2 separate regions of the Cyprinus carpio genome follow, and region 1 is linked to region 2. A link is a contact called in public Hi-C data. All regions are on one chromosome and are shown on one strand. The core of a region is the stretch at or near the end of the contact, and the rest is flanking DNA. Distances in the headings are between cores, read along the strand shown. Region 1 holds the start of smad7 (mothers against decapentaplegic homolog 7). Region 2 overlaps LOC109050620 (CBP80/20-dependent translation initiation factor-like).

Region 1 (3,812 bases), core at 1,046-3,545, 85 kb before region 2:
TGCTGAAAAAAATTGCTCTGAACTATCGCTTCAAAAATATACAACTCGCTCAGAACTATTGCAAAAAATAAAAATATATCAATAAATATATAAATAAAAATCACTCAGAGCTATTGTTAAAAAATTGCTCATAAACTATGACAAAAAAAATGCTCAGAATTATCACTACAAAATAAAAATCACTATTGCTAAACAATGTGAACACATGCTGGAGTTTATGCTGCACATGTAGACAGTTTATAGGTGTTTTTACTTCTAAGAAAGACTGATTCGTTTATCAGGCCATGAAGCACATAAAACTGCTTCTGGTTCCTCCAGTGGAGTGACGTCCGTGAGATCTGGTCAGAGTTTGAGCTGAGCTGTTCTCCATCTGAGCTTCATGTAGTTTCTTACTGATCTATCAGGTGAGTCCATGTTTGATAAATAAACAGCTGTTTTTATGCCTGGAGTCATGAATGTCATTCCCTCACAGGTCACTCAGTGTTGCCAAAACTCAGAAATACCTGACATAGGGCTTTTGTTTCACACAATTTAAACAAATGTATGAAATAAATAAAAGCATACAAGAATTCATGATAAATTAAGGAAATAAATAAAAATAAGTAGAAAACAATAAAAGATTTATTTAAATAACAGTAAATCAAGGACTGAAAATTTTCATAAAATATAATAAAATATATATAAAAAAAAAAAAAAAAAATAATATTAAAAAAATAATAAAAAAATAAAAAAAAAATATAAATAAATAATCAAAATATAAATAAAAAACGAATTAGAAATCATATAAAATAATTAAATAAAACCAAAATGTATTTATTAAAGATTGATAGACAGACACTAGTGCTGGTGTGACCGCAGCAGATCTTCATCCACGAACAACAGCAGCCAATCATCATCATCGTCATCTTCTCTGATGCCCTGTAGTGATGCTCTCTCTCTCTCTCTCTCTCTCTCTGTCTATTATGGAATGACGTGAAGTCTGAAGTTGTTTCTTTCACTTATTTTATTCATTCATTGTGTGGAACCGTGGCAGGTTCGCGTTCCCGTCGTGACGTCATTGTGAAAAGAGGCACGCAGCTCTGATTGCGTCACTACAGTCATTGTGAGCGCGCACGCATCCCGTCTGTCACGCGGCGCGCGCCATTGATCAGAGGTCGCGACCCCTTCATTCCTTAAAAACCCCGCAAAACTGTTCAGAGTCTGAGAGGAACAGCAGACAGACGAGCTGTTCATGAGACAGAAGCGTCACTCTGTGAGAGAACAAAACCCTGCACATCCTCAGAAAAGTGTGTGTGTGTGTGTGTGTACTTTGACAATGTGAAATATTTCTCACCAATAGGCGGCAGCAGTTCATGAGTTCTTAAATACAGACAGTAACATGTTCACTCGTTTACAAACACTGCCCATACAATAATAATTATTATTGTTGCTATTATTAAAACAATTAAAGTATTTTTCCAACATCTAAATATCACATACATTATAAAAAACAATGTACATATAGTGTATAACAAGAATATTAATGTTAATAAAATATTTTTATTAAAAAAATGCTTTTAATATATTTACATAATATAATAATTAATATTAAATAATATTTTTTATAATAATAATAATAATAATTGTTGATAAATTATTAATTATAATAAAATATACAGTAATAATAGTAAATAATAATTAGCTCAAATAAAATTAATATAATCGATCAAATAATTTTACAAGTAATATTATAAATAAAAACAATTTACAAAAAGAAGAATAATTTACTCTTTTGTTCCAAAGTCTAATTTAGATAACGTATATTATATGCATATGTAGGCCTATTCTTTTTATGTTAATACAGCATATTTGTATTCAAATTTCGCAATTTACTTACAAGAAATGTGTTTCCATCTAAACATGTCATGATTGCATCATAACCATTTGTTGAGTTTGTGTTTATTTTCAGAGTGTGTTTCATTCTTCATATGAATTTACCTGCGCGCCTGGCGCCAGTGTGTGTGTGTGTGTGTGCGTGTGTGTTTCCCTAAATGAGACTTCATAGCACAACAACACAACCAGCACAAACACACTCTTATTGTATCTGTTACGCAGTAACTTTATAAAATCCGCGTCCCATGTGTCAGTCTGAGGGTACATGTTACTTTGTTTTATGTTTGCGCAACACAATCACTTTTTCCTGCCTGGTCTTCTTTTTTTTTCTTTTTTTAAAGCGACAGGGTGTCTAGACAATCACATGACCCCCGACGCGCCAATGAGAGACGCGGACACACACACACACACACACACACACACACACACACAGAGAGAGAGAGACAGGCGTCTGATCTTCAGCTCGCGCTCAGTCCTTCAGTTCTTCATCGACTCGGAAACGTCCCGCGTGTGCGCTCTGGAGACGGATATTTGTGGATATTTCGAGCGTTGTATTATCGTACCGTGCGAATTGTCGTGAGAGGTTTTCTTCAGCGGGGTCTGATGTGGATTTAACGGCTTTTGTCAGTCCGATCCGAGCTGCAGATTTGATGTCAAACGAAGTAAACGGCAGATTAATCATCCCCGAGCCGAGCGATCGCTGTGGATTACGACCGAACTCGTCTCTCGCGGATCGGTTCCGATGATTGCGCACTGACATCAGATCCGAGATCGTTTCCAGCAAACCCAGACAGTCGTTTCAGCTTTTCCCTTTTGGATTCCGTGAGGTGAAATAGTAAAGTCTGGCGTATGAAACGGATCGCGTCCGCTTCTCCTGCTCGCCGTTTCTCCGCCGTCTGCTCTGCGCCTGTGGATTCGGACCTCCGGATCTTCATGACTTGCGGACAAAATGGCCGTTTTGTAGCCGGGGAACCCTCTTGTCGTCCCGCATGTTCAGGACCAAACGATCGGGGCTCGTCAGGCGACTCTGGAGGAGCCGTGCGCCCGCGGAGGGCGACGGAGACGCGGACACCGGCGGCGCCGCGGGCTGCTGCCTCGGGAAACCGGGCGCCAGTAAGCCTAACCCCGGCACCGAGGCCGAACTGAAGGCGCTGACGTACTCGATCCTGAAGAAGATCAAGGAGAAGCAGCTGGAGGTGCTCCTGCAGGCGGTGGAGTCCCGCGGCGGGGCGCGGAGCCCCTGCCTCCTCCTGCCGGGGAAAGCGGACGCCAGACTGGGTCAGCAGTCGTTCCCGCTGCCGCTGCTGCTCTACAAGGTGTTCCGGTGGCCGGACCTCCGGCATTCCTCGGAATTAAAGAGACTCTCTTGCTGTGAATCTTACGGGAAAATCAACCCGGAGCTCGATTACCACAACCCGCATCATATGAGCAGACTGAGAGATCCCTTCACAAACTCTAGAGCTGCTTTCAGAAACAGTGTGCTAACTCGGGAACGCGAGTTAGAAAACACATTAGAGGCTTATTCTGCCTTCTCTATACTGAGTGCTCGTTTAAAAATTACAGCCTAGAATGGAATAGAACAGAATAATGTAGCGGATTTGAACTAAAATTATTCTGGTTGTTGTAAATGTTTCATATAGTGCTTATGTGGTACTATCATAACACATATCATGTTTATATATATATTTATATATGCATGTATGTATGTTTGTGTGTGTGTTTAGTAGGCTAATAGAGAAAAGGTTTCCACTAAACATTATTTTGGCTTTCATGTGCAGAAGATCATAATAGAATAGAATGGAATAGAATAGAGAAAAAAAGATAAGTAATTTATATTTAGTAACATTAAAATTGTCATCAAGAGTTTGATTGTTAGGAATTCGCATTTTATTCTGTTATATATGAATAGTTCATTTGCAAAAATAGATAACTTCGTTTTC
Region 2 (4,086 bases), core at 1,578-4,077:
AAATACTAAAATAACACAGTTACTGGATAAGCATTTCTAAGAATCACTTTATAGTTGTTACACTCACAAACTGCGATTTCTAGTCGATGCAATAGTTTTGCAATGAGCATGACTAGGAAAAATCTATATTTACTATGGAAATGTTTAAAGGGGTCATATGATGCGATCTCAATTATTCCTTTCGTGTTACAAGCTCTTGGTGCGTAAAGAAGATCTGTAAAGATACAAAGACTAAAGTCTCAAATCCAAAGAGATATTCTTTATCAAAGTTAAGACTCAACCACACCCCCCTGAAACGGCCCGTTCTAACACGCCCCCACATCTCTACATCACTGTGTGGGAAGATTTGTATAACACCGCCCAAATCTTCACGCAAAGAAAGAAGGTGTAACTTTTATTCTCTCTGTTGCCACAGCTGCCATGTTGTGGAGACGCTGTGTGTTTCATTGAAGGGAAACTTTGTTTGGCCTTCCACAAGAGGACACAACTAGATATCAGTGGTTAAGTTGTATTTCAACACCATTCCAGAACAGTTCAACCCAAATATTAAATTTATAATATAACATAAATTTATATATAAATTTATCACTGATTAGAGAACCGGCTTTACTGACGAGATGCGCATTAACGATCGGCCGATCTTGATCGGTGCACCCCTAGTTTCTCGCAGTGCAGAGTAGGCTTGTTGTTTCTCAAATCACAAACGCAGACATGGTTTTAGGTTTACGCAGCATGATACACAACGCAACACGTAAAAACACAGTATAAGTCATTATAATCAGTAATTATGTCCTCACTGGATGCAACAAATACCTCGTTTGTAATGGGTTTTATTTGTTTTGTCTCGTCTAGTGACGTCCGGATCATGAACGAATCTTTCTATTTAACCGGATCTTCTTAGTGAACCAGTCGAACCAGTCACCAAATCTATCTGAATCGTTTGAAACGGTTCGTGTCTCCAGTACGTACTAATCCACAAATAACTTAAGTTATTCGGCTTATAAACGTGTCTGACACTCCCTCTGACGTGAAATAAACCAATATCCCAAGTTATTCAGTTACTCCTAACAGTACACTGACTGAACTGTTAAAAGAAAGCGATGATGGGATGTGCACGAGCAGAGCAGCTGGACTGGGAGACCGCATCACAGTATGGTAAGAGGCGTAACATTTCCGTCACACGCTTGAGGCATTCGGCCAATCACAACACACTGGATAGCTGGCCAATCAGAGCACACCTCACTTTTCAGAATTATGAGCTTTGTAAAAATCGACTCGTTTCGGAAAGGTGGGGCACAGAGGAGAAACAATGATGTACATTATGTGGAAAATAATGTGGAAAAAACACATTATTTTTCACATACCGTACATTATGGTTGCTCCTCTCTGCCCCGCCTTTCTGAAACGCATCAATGTTTACAAGGCTTAAAAAAAAAAAATAGTTCTGAAAAGTTCTTTACAAAGTTCTGAAAAGCACGGTGTGCTCTGATTGGCCAGCTATCCAGTGGTTGTGATTGGCCGAATACCTCAAGCGTGTGACGGAAATGTTATGCTCTTTAACATATTTAGAAAAACACAGCCTCTTCACAACATTGGGGCAACAATACTACAGCAAGAATAAAAGTTACCCCTTATTTCTTTGTGTAAAAATCTGGGCGGTGTTTTGCAAATCTTCCAACAGTGTGATGTAGACATGTGGGGGCGTGTTTAAATGAAGTGTTTTAGGAAGGCGTGGACGAGTCTTAACTTTTATAAAAAATATCTCTTTGGTTTTGAGACTTTAGTCTTTACAACTTTATGGATCTTATACATGCATGAACAGCTTGTAACACTCCAAAGATAAAGGAAAACTTGAAATCGCATTATAAGTCCCCTTCAATTTCCATGACTTTCACAGGCCTGGGAATCAGAGTTTTAACATTCCCTGATATTTCCAGATTTTGGACACCTGGAGAAAAATTATTGACCACTAAAACAAAGGCTAAAAAAAAAAAGTACTCATAAAAAACACTTTCTGGCTACTGCAGAGTCCAAGTCAATTCTTGTTTAATATCAGTGTGGATTCTTTGGCTCCCCAGATGAAGAGTGTAGCACACAATCTGTGTATGAAGTGAGTTCAGCAGTGACCCGTGTGTTGTTTACAGCAGCCTGAGCTTTACGTTCCTTTGGACGCGTCTGCAGAGAGTGTGTTGGTCTGGTTGCCGGGTGACACGGGTTCGTGTCTCTGAGCGTTTATGATGGGATAGACATCATGGCTCTCTCAGGCCCAATTAGGTAAAGAGTCAGCGCATGATCTCACACTCCTTACACTTTAGATTTCTAACACATTTCTATTCTTTTGCTACTGTGCTGAGAGTGGTTGCTAAGGCACTGCTATGCAGTTGCTAGGCTGTTCTGATAGGTCATCAGGGAGTTGCTCTGCGGTTGCTAGGCTGTTCTGGTGTGACACCAGGCAGTTGCTATGCTGTTCTGATTTGTCACTAGGCAATTGCTATGAGTCTACTAGGCTGTTCTCATTTGCAATCAGGGAGTTGCTATGAGGTCATCAAGCGGTTGCTATTCAGTTGCTAGGCTGTTCCAGTTGCTAAGTGGTTACAAGATTGTTTTGGTTGGTCACCAAGGAGTTGCTATGTGGTCACTGATATGGTTTGTCACCAGGCAGTTGCTAGGCTATTCTGGTTTGTCACTAGGCAGTTGCTATTCATTTACTAAGCTGTGTGGTTACTAGGTTGTTTTGATTGGTCAACAGGGAGTTTCTATGTGGTTACTAGGCTGCTATAGTTTGTAACCAGGCAGTTGCTATGAAGTCACCAGGCGGTTGCTATGCAGTTGCTATGCTGTTCCGGTTTGTCACCAGGGAGTAGCTATGCAGTTGCTTAGTAAATAAACAAGAAGACACCTGATTGAAGCACACACTCTGAACTCTCTCTCTAAATAGCAGTGCTAGTGATTTCCTGATAAGACACCGAATATCTCTCTCACATGCACACATGCACTTTAAAATAGTTGTATTTTATCTCTAAAGCGGTGGGTTTTGTAACAAGACACGTCATACAGTCGCTTGAATCGGCCAACAAGCATCCGCCCACAAATTCCTCAACTCCCAACAGACGAATCCGCATCCAAGATTCCCTCACTGACCTCCTCATTCCAGCGTTACGACAGAGAGAGCGAGCGGGCGAGCAGGTAGGAGCTGTGTGTGACTGACAATCACAGGAAAGGGAGGGATGTCTGACCTCCTCATTGTTCTGTGTCAGATCTGCCGGGGTCTCTCTCACTCGCTCTCTGCTCCTGTCGGGCCGCACGTAGCTCGGGGGAGCAGGCGCTCAGTGTCTGGCCCGCTGGAGGCCTTTTGTTCCGCAGTAACTAGACACGTCTACAATATCTGACCCATCGCAGACAGACCACTGATCAAACACACTATAGAGATGCATATGAATGAGTCAAAACATATTATGCAAAAAACATGAAATCAGTGTTTTCACCCAAAATACACACACACACACACACACACACTATTTTTATATAAATTATAATGCCTATTACACAAATTCTAAAAGAGAATTATATTTACTGTTTTAATAATCATTTTAGTCTGTTATCAAAACAACAGTTTTAATAATGAAAGTTGAAGCATGATATCTTTTCAGAAATAATTGTTAGTTAAAAAAAAATAAAAAAAAATAAATAAATAATATATATATATATATATATATTATATATATATATATATATATATATATATATATATATATATATATATATATATATATATAGACACACATACATTTAAACTATTTAAATGAGTTAATGCTATTGATTTCAGCAATGTTTACATAAATTATAATGACTATAGACTATAACAAATACTAAAAAAAAAAGGACTTCTGAATCTTTGTGCATCTTATACTTAAAAGCAAGGTTAAGTCAGATCTACCGGGAACATTCTAATTCATCACAATCAGCTACATACATTAGCTAACATGAACAAGCCATGAACTATACTTCTACAGTATTCTGTAATCTTACTGTTAATTTCAACATTAGTTTTTTTAAAACAAAAAGTGCATCAACATCAGTTAATAC

What was found. A called contact is a pair of places that touch in the nucleus more often than the background predicts.
Region 1: a contact with region 2 is called in a Hi-C map of skeletal muscle, with 3 times the contacts expected there. The contact joins the promoter of smad7 here to the enhancer-like site in region 2. A contact is called at or near these places in 2 of 8 Hi-C or Micro-C datasets (liver and skeletal muscle).

Annotation. Positions count from the first base shown.
Region 1 is chrB21:3,258,876-3,262,687 of ASM1834038v1, reverse strand. smad7 (mothers against decapentaplegic homolog 7) reads left to right here and starts at 2,295. Exons shown (of 4, transcript XM_042747584.1): 1 at 2,295-3,313. The coding sequence starts at 2,862.
Region 2 is chrB21:3,173,787-3,177,872 of ASM1834038v1, reverse strand. All of the region lies in intron 7 of LOC109050620 (CBP80/20-dependent translation initiation factor-like), which reads right to left. Among protein-coding and RNA genes, the nearest start is that of LOC109050620, 24 kb to the right of the region's middle. Within about 2 kb of position 2,827, at least 1 of the 8 cell types and tissues checked has an H3K27ac peak or open chromatin away from gene starts, as enhancers often do. A contact at or near this core is called in skeletal muscle, where this site is marked.